Regions from separate parts of the Athene noctua genome. Here region 2 is linked to region 1. Evidence: chromatin contacts called from public Hi-C data. All regions are on one chromosome and are shown on one strand. Each heading gives the region's core, a stretch centred on a gene start, on an enhancer-like site or on the middle of the called end of the contact. The rest is flanking DNA. Distances are from core to core; before and after follow the strand shown. Region 1 holds the start of SDAD1 (SDA1 domain containing 1). Region 2 holds the start of DCK (deoxycytidine kinase).

The links. Hi-C and Micro-C count contacts between places; a contact is called where the count stands out from the background.
Region 2: a contact with region 1 is called in a Hi-C map of liver, with 2.9 times the contacts expected there. The contact joins the promoter of DCK here to the promoter of SDAD1 in region 1. A contact is called at or near these places in 2 of 2 Hi-C or Micro-C datasets (heart and liver).

What each region holds. Positions count from the first base shown.
Region 1 is chr4:50,097,845-50,104,335 of bAthNoc1.hap1.1, reverse strand. It overlaps SDAD1 (SDA1 domain containing 1), which reads left to right and starts at 2,292. Exons shown (of 21, transcript XM_074903937.1): 1 at 2,292-2,474; 2 at 2,615-2,719; 3 at 3,137-3,235; 4 at 4,257-4,328; 5 at 4,425-4,525; 6 at 6,176-6,233. The coding sequence starts at 2,385.
Region 2 is chr4:50,259,630-50,266,120 of bAthNoc1.hap1.1, reverse strand. DCK (deoxycytidine kinase) reads right to left here and starts at 3,549. Exons shown (of 7, transcript XM_074905319.1): 1 at 3,415-3,549; 2 at 2,275-2,393. The coding sequence starts at 3,484. MOB1B (MOB kinase activator 1B) reads right to left here. Exons shown (of 6, transcript XM_074905323.1): 6 at 4,819-6,491.

The sequences.
Region 1 (6,491 bases), core at 1,043-3,542:
ATTGCAAGGATTGCCACAGAAACGAAGCTACAAAACAAAGAAGGGGGAGATGTAGGAATAAAGAATTGGTGGTTAGCAAAAATGTAAAGTGACCTTTAGGTTTGAAGAATGACTGTGGATAAATGAGGCAACATTATGGAACACCATGTTGCAAATGTGAGAAGCAGTAGGTTGGAACACCACTTGCTGAGCGTGTGAGCAGTAAACGGACAAAATCTGAAGGTCAGTAGGATGTAGAAGTGGAAATAAAACTATGTAAACACTTTGTAATAAATTGAGAGCTTGCATACAGTGTGTCAGAATTTGCTTTAGGCAATTCTCCCCCTTCAACACACTTGAGTGAGTTTTTCATGATTCAGCGTGTTGCCCTGATCCCAACTGCTCTGAGACTGGCACTTTCCCCATATATAACTTGATCACTTTGCCAGTCTGTGAGTGTAAGTAGAAGCAATTTTTTCTGCGAGAAGACACAGGAATACAGAGCTGATGGTAGGATGAGATTTTTTAAAAAAAAATAGTTTATCTGACAAAGGAGGTATAATTTTAAACCATAACTTATGTTTAAATGAAGTACTGTATTTGTCATGTTATTTCCTGCATGCATCTAGGCACTTGGTGAAAAAGCAGGGCACCTGCCTCTTCAGTCATGAATATGGAAAAAGGTCCAACTTGTTACAGAATTGGAGCCCCAAGGCTCCATATCAAATCACTGATATGCTGAATATGACCTGCCAGTACTTAGCACAGGACTTTCTTTGTTCATTTTAGTGCAAAAATGAAGTGAAACAGCATAGAAAAGATGCATTTGAACACCAATTCTAGGCAAATAAAAGCCTTACTGAAGGCTTTCTTCATAAACAGGTAATGTTTTTCTAAGCTATTTTCTTACTAGTGAAGGGGTCAAACAAATTAATTTCTTACAACTATTAAGCCTCAACTGTGATGCATGAAACCTTTGCTTGTGTTTTGCTTTGTTTGTTTCAAAACTTTGCTTGAGTTTTGCGTCATTTGTTTCTCAAGGACTCCCGACTCCTTAACTATTTCCCTAGGCCTCTTTGTTTAGGCAAGATTAAAACGCTCATTAGGCTCCCTACATAAATCACTGATAGTAGACTCAAGGCCTTCAATGGACACTTGGGCAACTCCTGCAATGGGAAAACTAAGATAAAGGGGACTTAAAGGGATACAGAGACCCTATTATAGGGAGGATGATTTTGCTGATTGAGGAAGAAGGCACCTGGACTGTACTTCACAGCACATGCTCTGGAAAGAAGGTCAACTAGCGAACACCGTGAAGAAAATTATTTACTTCTTCCCTCAACCACCGAAGACCCTCACTCTATTTTTACTAGTCATGCTTGGACTATGTAAATGAATTCTGGGAACTCATTATCATAAGACACCCCTTTCCAGGAAATGTAATGAATATGTGTGATTTGTGTGTATGTAAACTGATGTCCTTTGCTAATTCTTGGGAGCCCTTATAGTGGAGAATCCCCAGAGCAACCCCAGCACTGCTAATAAAGAATACCTGCTTAACGGTAAAAACTTTACTGTTGAGTCAATTTCTTTGTTTCACTAGTCTTGCACTCACCTGAAAAGTTCACTTTGTCTTTATGTCCTGAAGATCTACCCTGGACTGCAAGAGGCTTGGGTACTCCAAGCTGGGAATCATAGTATGAGTGCAAACCTACCCAGGCCGTGGACATGTCCAGGGCCCTGGATGCAGCACTGGGAGTGGATGGACCATGCTTCATGGTCCTTGTGCACACTGCTCATGGTTCCCTAAGTCCAAAGACTTCAATGTTTTAAAGTGCTGGGGTGAGGAACCAGTGCTGATGGTGTTCTTTGCCTCGCATGCTCAGGTCTTGGCAGCTGGTCTATAATGTGTGTTTGTGGCCCCTGTCACAAGCAACATAAGTGGTAAGGGCCAGGTGCAATTTGTTGGCAGTGTTGCCACATTGCTGGCAGCACTTAACTGAATTACAATATATGATGCAGAGAGAGTGAGGGCAGGGTCACCGTGAAGGAGTGACATGATGCAAGTGAGGGGGGAAAATCAATCGGAAAGCCGCAGAGGAGGAAGCTATGTTCACTAAACTGTTGAACTTTGACAGAGTTGCCCAAAGCCTTTGGCAGTAAGGGTTGCTAAGGAGAAGCTGCTTTTCTGGCTCCTTTCCCTGCGTGATGAACGTCCTTGTCACAGAAGTTTGTCCCTTGGCGGCGCCGGGCGGGGCGGGGCGGGCCAAGATGGGGGCGCGGGGCGGGGCGGGCCGGGCCAAGATGGCGGCGCCCAGCTGGTAGCTCGCGTGTTCCAGGAGGAGGTGGCGGTCGGTCGCTTGCTGGCGTGAGTGCGGTCGTGCCGGGTTCGGCTCGGGGCCGTCATGTCGGGCCGCCAAGGAAACAAGCTGCCCAGTAACCTGCCCCAGCTGCAGAACCTCATCAAGCGGGATCCAACCTCCTACACCGAAGAGGTACGGAGCCGGGGGCCCGGAGCGGGAGGCAGCAGGGGGCCGTACCGGGGTGCGGGGGGGGAGCTGAGGAGTGCTTGGGGTAGCTGGGGGGGGGTCAGGCGTTGCCGGTCCCGCTCAGCAACCGCCCTGTGTGTGCTCAGTTCCTCCAGCAGTACCACCACTACCAGTCCCATGTGGAGATTTTCACCTTCCAACCGGACAAGCCCAGTAAGGAACTGGCTGAACTGGTGATGTTCCTGGCACAGGTAAGCCTCTGCCCTTCTGACGGGTGGCTTGGGCGCCGGCCTTGACCCCTTCGCCAGCCACAGAGTCTTTGCCCTGAGCACAGTGGCCACGGCAGATTGTGTTTCACCTCGTTTTGCTGTTAGAGCCTTGACGGAGTTGCTGACGAGTTGCTCATTGACTACGATTTCTGCAGCAGTTTTTTCTGTTTCCAGCAACACGAGGGGGTGGGGTTTTTTGACCATTAGTATAATTTTTTTAAAGGATTTTTTATTTGCACCGTACCTCTTAACATCCGGACATTGACTTTTGTATATATTATATTATTGCAAAACGTTTATAGTTTTATTGCTTTTTTACCATATCAACACACCTTCCTGGGGTGATGAGATAAGCCAAGGTTTCTGCTAGAGAGTTCAGCTGGGTCTGTCTCTGCCCAGGTTGCCCACTGCTACCCAGAACACATGGCCAGCTTTCCTCAGCAGCTGAAGGAGCTGCTCTCCTACCACCACACGGTCCTGGATGCTGACCTGCGCATGGTAAGACCTAAACCAAAAGGTGTTTTGGGCAGACCATGTCTTGTGGTTAAAATAGGCTCTTTACATGTGAGATTAGTTTACAGTTTGCTTTTTAGTATTTTAATAATGATGGAAACTGAAGAGTATTATTGGAATTTTGGTTCTGATTCCCTGTTTCTCTTACAGACGTTCTGCAAGGCTTTGATCTTGTTGAGAAACAAGAATCTAATAAATCCAACAAGTTTGCTGGAGCTCTTCTTTCAACTGCTGCGGTGTCATGATAAGCTCTTACGAAAAGTAAATCATGCTTACAAGAAACAGTCTTGATTTTCAGTGGGTTTTGACCAACTTGTCAGAAGTAATGAAGCGCTGGCAGGCAGCTGTTCTCCTTTCCTTGATAACAAAATAAGAAAGTTTAAAGTAGCTCTGCTTTTTCAGCGATTGACAGTGCCAGAGGCAAGATTTGCTCTGTATGTTTGATTAGTAATGAAGCATTCGACTGTAAAACATGCTGTAGTAGGCTGTAGGCCTGTCCTGTATGGCCTGAGCAGCTCAAATGTATCTGTGGGTGAAAACCATAAACATATCATTGTAGGAGAAGGCCTTACTGAATTCTTTGTGAAAACTTCTGAGTAAAACAACTAAAACCAAACCAGCTGCTAGTTAAAGCTGTATTTCAGGTTTTCTGCTGTAAAAGTGGAAATCTTTGTTTTCTGCCACCAGGATTACTAAATAGGCCATCAGGACATGCCTGAATGAAGCAGGAGTGGATTTTTTTAAAGCAGTACTTGATGCTGTTAATTTTTCTGCTGTACTGTAAATTAAGCATGCTTTTCAAATGCATGAAAATAAAGCGTATGTGAGACTTTACAGGATAACTTCTTGTTTTTCCAACTGTAACTTAAAAGAGAAAATAATATTCTTAGTGGTGATCAGTTTGGTCTCATTTTAGTATTTAGAGGCTTTGGGGGAATACTAATGTGTCTGCATTGTTCTCTGTATAACTTGCATAGCTTACTCCCTGTTATATCTCAATTTACAGACTTTGTATACTCACATCGTGTCGGACATCAAGAATGTCAATGCTAAACACAAAAACAATAAAGTGAACACAGTAAGTATTTTAGCTTTCAGATATACTTCGATTTAACCTCTTGATACTGTGAAAGACTTCTTTCTAATAAGACATGTTTACAAACTTTTTTCTTAGACCCTGCAGAACTTCATGTACACTATGTTGAGAGACAGCAATCCCACTGCTGCCAAGATATCACTGGATGTGATGATTGAACTTTACAGGAGGAATATTTGGTAGGTCTGGCAGGCTTGTATTTGATTTCCCATTAATTGTGGGGCAGCCATCCTGACATCACTTGTGGCCTGTAGTGCAAAATATAATGCAGAGGGCAGAGATTTAAATATATTTATCTTATTTGTGTTCCAGTGGGACTATGTTTTTGCGGAATGGAATTTAGCTGGGAAGAAATACTGTCTTGTGTGAAGTCTCAGAGTTATTTAGGTTGAATGTTTGATGTTTGAGTTGAAGGTGGTATGTAAGTAGTGTGTGTTGCATTCAAAACCAAAACTGTGTGCAGCTCGCTTTTTTCAGCCTTTACATAAAAGCTGCTAGTATTAGCATACAACTTGTGAGGTACAGTGGAAAGAGGAATTTTGTTTTTTTCTTCTTAAATCTGTAAGGTCATTCTAGATGACTGATCTAAGGGGTGCTTTGAGTGGGTTTTTTTGTGAAGCTATTGTATAGCTCCTGTTTTTAGCAGATAGCAGCTTGAAAAATTGTTGCCTAGATAAGCATTGAAAGGAGTAAAAGCACCCTGAGGACCTTCAGTTGCTGTCTTGTACCTAATACGTTGCTCAATCTTCATGCTGTGTTACAAAGTGCTAGAGCAGGTGTTACCCAGTGGTAAATTGCATGAGAAGATGGTAGTATCTTCACTACCTCTTGCTTTTTTAACTGTAAAATCAGGCAAAAGACTTGTAATCACTCCAGTTTATAACTCCTTTGCTCTTCTTGGTTCTTGAACAGAAATGAACTGTACAAATGCAGCCAAGTGATATTGTTGGTGGGCAGTGTGCCTGCTGCTTCTTAGGTTATCTGCAACATAGACTAGTGGCAGAGCACTAATGGGGCAGTTCTTGCTTTTCTTACTCAGGAGTTCATGGTGATGTCAGCATGAGTTAAGCTGGAGTGTGAATGGCAACATTACTCTTTCAATGTATTGCAGGGAAACCACAGCTGGCAGACAGGATGTGTATTTGGGTGTAAAGAGTTTTCATGTGTAGCATTCAAGGAATTATTGTCTATTCCATGGCAAAAATAAAAAGTCACAACAGCTTTGTTAAGAATATTTTGTGTGTGTAGTAGTGGGTTGAGAACTATTTCCCTAAAAACAGGGACTGCTGAAAAAAATTAGTGTTGCTAAAAGGAAAAGACTTTTGCAGTTTTAAAAAACACGTTTCTAAGTATGTGAGACTTGGTTATTTCTTACTACAAAAATTATTTTCTGTAGCTTTATTTCTTAGAAACTTATTTTTAGAGCATACTTTATCTCAGAACTCTCCAGCTGCTTTTCTAATACTCATTAGAATTGAGCGTGGATTTTTTTTTTTTTTTAGCAAGCAGAGGTTTGGTGGTTGTTTTTTACTGGCGGAAAAAAGTGGTAACGTGTCCTCCATTACTGGAGCTTATTCTTTGTATCCCTTTAGTCACAGTGTGACCTAGATGGAATGTAAGTGTGTCTGATGATTTAGATTAAGCTACTGCTATATTAGGAGAATAAAAGAAAATTACAGGAACTTCTTTGCAAATCTACTTGGAGCATTGAGAGATTTGATTCTAATGAAGTTTCCTGCTTGTTAGGAGTCACATTTCATGAGACTTAATTTTCTGAGAATAACTTGAAATTGCCGAACTTTAGAGAGTGATGTTTTGTTCTATTCCAGGAATGATGCCAAAACAGTAAATGTCATCACAACTGCCTGCTTTTCAAAAGTGACAAAGGTGAGAACAAAAATCACTTGATGAAACTGGATGTAACCTAGGCTTCCTCTTTCCTGTGGCTGCAGCTTATTATTTTGTAATTGTTAACAAGCCTCACTGATGACTTGGTTTTTGCATGTTTTATTTTCAAAATACCACTTGTGTTGTGGGAGGAGGCAGCATTTGATTCTTAAGTACAGAGCAGTGGAATTAGAAGCTTATGTTAAAGTGAAGGCTGATGTGGGGAGGGTAGGTGTACTTTCCACTGTTACTCAGAAG
Region 2 (6,491 bases), core at 2,300-4,799, 160 kb before region 1:
GTGCACTTTCAGCAGTCCCCAGGCTACCCTAGTGCTCAAACTGTGCCTGGGAACTGCCTGGAAGAGCCCTAGCTGGCATGGGACAGAAGTCTGCTAGGGACAGGGGACACAGCCTGGTTCCACTATCCAGGATATGCACCCACCACCACCCCCGTAGTCAATTAGAGAAGATGTAGCTACAGTGACCTTTCACAAGTCAGAAGACCCTTACTTATCAGTTTCATCAGTAAGAAACAAAAGATAGAACTATCCTCTGGAAAAGATTCCAATGTCCTTGAAAAACACTATATGAAAAAGCACAGCACTAAGCTATCTGAAGTATTTCAGGTACAGCTTTCTTAAGAACTAACAGTTACAAAAGCAGTAATACACACCTCTTTCTGTGAACACACACACATTAAAAAAATACCCAATTTTACTTTTTTTTCTAGTACTGTGGGACAATGAAAGTACCAGCTTTATTAAAAATGGAAAAGTGAACATCTACTTTTTGATATTAAGTTATATTAGAAAAGCAGTAATCAAGATCCCAAATGCTGATAACTTTCCTCAGAAAAGGGAAGGAAAAGGGTAAAAAATAGGCAAAGGCCTATTGTTTAGGCTATACAATATTCATACTTAGAAACTGGTGTGCAGCACTGTACTGTGTTACAGCAGCTGCTGCTCTTACTGCAGGAATTAGCCAACAGAAGGGACATTACAAGCTACTGACAATACACACAAGACTAAGAGATACCTATATACACATGACAAACAGATTAACTCACAGAGTACAGTCTTGTCTTTAGAAACTTTATTTTGAAGTGTTTTCTGACTAATTTTAGAGGTCATATATTACTTCATATTTCTGCAAACCAGGCAAAGCAAAAGGAGAAAAAAGCGTGTAAGTCTAACTTCAGGGATGATCATGACGGATTTGAAATTTTACATTAAGCTTACTGGACCTGACTGGGATGGCATTAACTTCCTCTGAAACAGCCCCCACAGTGACGTATTGTGGATGAAACAGCGTAACACACCACTGTTTTGGCTATTGCTGGACAGTGCTTGCACAGCATCAAGGCTTTCTGCCTTTCTCAGTCTGCCCCCCAGCAAGTGGACTGGGGTGGGTAAGAAGCTGGGAGGGATGCAGTCAGGACAGCTGACCCCAACTGCCCAAAGGGATATTCCACACCACAGAACATCATGCTCAGCAATTCAACTCAGGTTCTGGAAGAAGGAGGAGGGGAGGGCTTTGTCTTCTAGAGTAGCTGTTGCTCAGAGACTGGCTGGGCATTGGTCTGCTTCTAGGAGGGGGTAAGCAATTGCCTTTGCATCACTCCTTTCTTATCTTCTTCCCTTTGCTTAATAAACTGTTTATATCAACCCATAAATCAATTGTCTTGCTTTTTTTCTTCCTCTTCTCTGCTGTGGAGGGGTGAGCTGGGGTTTGTGTGGGTCTTTAGCTGCTGGCTGGGGTCAACCCACCACACTAAATTAAAAAACCCCAATCTTTAACTTGAAGTTCAAATCTATTAAATTTGTTTGTTAGCCCAGTTCTTAACAGAAAGGACTTTAGTCTGGTTTTGTATTTGTATTTACTTTGGTATCATGAAGAAAGAAGAAAAAAATTAGCTAACTCTGAAAATATATAGCTCAGGAAAAGTTAGAAACAACACACCTCCATTATTAGTTTACATATTTAATTTAACCAAAACATGTTGTATTTTTTGCCAGATCCGAAAAAGAAAAACCTTCTACAATTCATCAAAGCCTGTCTACACAGCAATGACTTTGGCCACTAGATAACTGCTGGATTGCCAACAGAACTATAGGTAGCTGACAGAAAAAAACAACACGATAAACAACTAAGCAGTAGTTAATCATTTCCTAGACATTTTAGAGGACACCTTCCACGACAACCCTCTGCTCTCACCTGGTTAATTCACAGTTGCTACAAGTAACTTCTGCCTAACTTTTTTCCATCCCTTGCTTTTATACGTAACATAGAGCAAGCTTTTACTTTTAGAATTTACATCCTGATGTTGAATAACACTTGTTCTATAACACACCAAGCAAACTGAAATACAGGAACTCAAATATTGTGATAAGAATCAGCAATAACGTTGCTATCATGTACATTTTTTAAAATACCTAGTCTATCAGATATATTGGCCTTTTAAAATTAGAGAAACATTTGAATCTTTTTTTTTGTTCGGGGTTTTTTTGGTTGATTGTTGGTTTTTGGTTGCTTTTTTTAAAAAAAAAGTTTCATCTTCATCTCTTTTACCATACCTCACAATCCTCTTCAGACTTTTGCTGAACATTGCACCATCTAGCTACAGGCTCAGGAACAACTTCCCATTCCTCATCAGCTTGTTTGAGAATATTCACAAATGTTGATTTCCCTGCAGCTGTAGAAAAAGCATTCAGGAAGAATGGTAGTCAAAACACACTGATAGTGTCATTACTTAACTAATATACAACTCTATTTTGCAGTCCCATAAATGAGTCTCACACACACATGTACTTGTGACTTCATGACAAGCATGAATTAAAGATGTATCATGCACCACATATCAATTAATTGATAAATTTTGTACCACACAGCACCAATAGCCAATTCAAAAAAAAAATCACGTCTCAGCCTAGATGAGTCATCTAAGTTCTAGAAAGTTACATCTGCAATTAGAACACTAAATCTTTATTTTTTAAAGATACTTAGTGGTCCACTCTTAGGCATGAAGTTGCAGTCTTCCTAAGCTATTTTAGGAACAACAACAAAAAAGCAAGCAACTCTGAAAAATAGGAAGGAAGAGTGCTGGTTTCTCAAATGAAGATGCGAAGTACTTCCTACAGTAATCATTAATCTGAAAACTGAAAAACGTTCAAGAAGTTTTAAAAAGAATATCTAAACCTAAGAAAAGCCAGTCAGTTGGCTATCAACCACCAAAGTATCTATCAGTAAACAAACCGACACCCTGGCAACTCCTATCTTCGATTTTTTGCCTCTTGCAAAAAAAAAAAAAAAAAAAGTATCTCATTACGAACGGCCCACAACTTCTGCTCTTTTTAACAGTTAAACAGTCTTCTCTTGTTAATTAGCAGGAGTATTAAACATTACAAGTTTGACCTGACAGTCTGCATTTACACAGGTGTTTTACATTACAATCAGGAAAGGTGTGAGAGAAATCCAGGACTTCAACATCTTTGAGAAGGTTAATAAATTAGAAAATGGAACATAAAGTTACACACACAGCCTCCCACATCTCGTCATTGTTATAACTTTAATTCCTACGGTGGAAGTTATTAATTGGGTGCCTCTTCCCTCGCCGACGCCCCCAAGCTCCGCTAAAGGCCAGGCCGCCCCTCCTGCCGCCCTCAGCCTCCCCCCGGCCCGGCCCGGCCCCGGTGAGGCGACCGGCAGCGACTCACCGATGTTGCCCTCGACCGCGATCTTTTTGATCCTGCCCTCCTGCCGCCCGCGTTTGGGCGGAGTGGCCATGGGGGTCAAGAGGCGGGAGGAGCGGGGAGGCCGCCGCTGCCCGCGCAATGGAAATAACGGCGATAACGGCCGCCGCGCCCGGCCCGCACCCGCCTTCGAATTTGGCGCGCGGCGGGCGTGACTGCGCGAGCCCTGACGTCACGGCTCCTGACGTCACGGTACGGGTGGCGGCGAGGGCTGAAGGGGAAAGGGAAGGCCCGGCCGCGGGAAGCCAGCGCGGAGGGCGCGCGGCGGGCAGGCGGCAGGGCGGCCGGTCGAGCTCGGCGCTGCGGATTCAGGCAGAGCTGCGGCAGGAGAGCGCATCGATGGGCCGGCGCCACCCCTGCCACGAGTTGCTCGGTTCTCGGCCCGGCGCCTAGCCCCGGGCGAGGGGAGGGAGGGAGGCGAGCGAGCTGGCCTTCCCTGCCTCCCGGGCAGCGCTCCCCCACGGCCACAGGCAGAGTTTCCTTGTACGCAGAAACCCAGGGCTACGCACCTGCCCTCAGAGCAGGTCAAAGGCCACATCGACGTGAACAAAAGGCCCTCACAAGCAACCATTTCCCTCAAAAAAACCTTCCAGAAATATCTTACAGGTGACATGCAGGTTGGTGCCACTAATTTAGCAGCTTATTGCTGAAAACCCCCCGCCAGCCACCAAACTCATATTTGACAACGTGTTTCGTGGAGTACCATCACAGTGTACAAACGTTTTGGTTCTTGAGTGACCAAGTGGGAAAAAAAATCCTCAGAGCTACGCAATGGGCACAGGCAGCAAGGCAGTCATAGCCAGCATGAGCTCTCATGCAAAACCACGTACGATGGCTGCAAGCTGTGAACTCACTTTGAGACAAGATCCCCTTTGCATGACCCCTCGACCACGAGATTTGTGGGGACTAAATTAACAGCAAGATTTTAAATCGCTTTTTCAACTTGATGGCACAAACACCCTGCTCACACAAGAGGTGACTTACCACAGGACTGGGTGCTTTGAAGTTACAGGGGTGAGTGAAGGCAGATGGATGCAGACGGGAGGATAGGAAACCTGGACTTTTGTGGCTGTCAGGGTCACAGGAAGCTTTTATAAGGAAAAAAAGGAGGATAAAAAAAAAAAAGGCACCTGTACTGCTGAGCTCAGCCAAAAGCAGAGTCTGTATTTCATGTGAAGCTGGTAGCCTGAGAGCATGGAGTGCTACAGCTGCAGCAGGACACCCTCCTCGTGGGCAAAGCTTTCAAAGTTGCCCTGGGATTGGCACTGAGATGCAATTAATGCAATATTAAACTTATGAGAAATCCCCCACCAAGCTCCACCCATAGTAGGTAAATTCAGGTTATGAAACAAGGAAATTAAAAGGGTATCAGGTTGTTTTATTGCTCTTGTGTCTGCCTGCAATACAAATATTCACAAATTCAGACAAGGCAATTACAAAAATCTAATTTGTATGTGTAATGTTTGTATGTGTACAATATACCAAAAAAAAAAATTCTACAAGTAGAAGATAATTTAGAAACAAATTCAAGAAGGAAATAAAGACAATCATGGTCAAACATAGCTATTTATTTTCTCTTATAAACAGCCTTCAGTTTCTTATTGAAAAATCCTAAATTTAAATATTTTGTCCCATCACATACAACAGTCTGTATACATTATTTACAACTCTCAAATAAACATGTTGCAGATTATCAGACATTCAACTTTTTTTTTTTTAATTAAAAGCTGTTCTCATTTAAAACTATCAGTGACTACAAACTGAAGCAATATTGGCACAGTTAGCTTACAGTAAGGGTTCTCATCTTACATTTTCTATTTTACACTGCATTTTTCCCCATATATTTTAGGATTCTAAAGGAGGAAAAAGGTTAGTGTTGCTCTCATAATATTTTTTTTCCTTCAAAAATAGCCTTTTATTGAAACCTCCTTCACTTTTATTGCATTCTTCTCTCTCTTCCATCGCACATCAAGGTATGTGCTTCTAGGTTCTAAGCAACACAACCACAGCACCCCAAAGTAGTAAAACAGCCATGAAAATAAGTGTACCCTCCGCGACATGTCTCTGAAAAATGTCAGAAGTTGCAAATGTACAAAAATAATGAGTATAGTTTAGTGGCTATAAAAATTAATTTTCCCTAAAAATACAATACTCTATGAACAATTTAGGTAATTGGTTCTTCAAACAAAACCAGAATTTGTTATTTACCTAGACTGCAATCTTAACCTGGCAAGAAGAAACTGTAAGAAAAGCAGGAAAATAAAAAGGTTTTACATTTAAAATAATCAGTGTTAGTCTCATCTTAAAAGAGAAGATATCCAGGAAAAGACAACAGGCATCCATAAAATTGCTAGTGGTTTTAGTAGTGCAGTTTGGAAAAAAGACAACTGATACCAGAGGTGAGGGAAACAAGATTCAGTGTAACAGGAAATCTTTTAGTGAAAGAAAAGCCAGGAATCTGTGTTTGTGCTGCAGCTTTTTAAATAGTCCAACTAAAAGGGGGTGGTTTATATACAGTAATACAGCACTCCAGCAGGTAGGAAGTGGGGAGAGGGTAGAAAGGAAAAAGAAACCCACAACTATTCAAAAAGGATGTGTTTATAGTAAAATTGTGTCTGGTGATTCAAGGAGGGGAGCAGCGAGAAACGGAAAGGAACTATCTGAAAGGTAAGTAAAGTCCATAGCAGCAATAGGTATCCTTACCTGTTAAAAAGAGTGTCTGGGAGAGTGTTCAGTTCCTAAATACTGAATAAGGACAGTGCTCCTCTATATCTTAAAGTAAAAGCAAAAGTTCAAAGCTCTACATTGCATAGTAAGCAGTAAAAGAAACTTGATACTTGCAGATGGGCCACCTGCCCCTTGAAACCTGTTTTCTCCATCTACCATTCAGCTACCTGCAACAGCAGAATGTGGCATTTTTCTTTTGCATGATTCGCCTGTATCCCTGACTTGAATTTGAGCGACTTGAAAAATTACTTCTGCAAACATAATGTATCCACACCATCTAAACAGCGTCAACACTGGCAACAGTGGCTGATCTT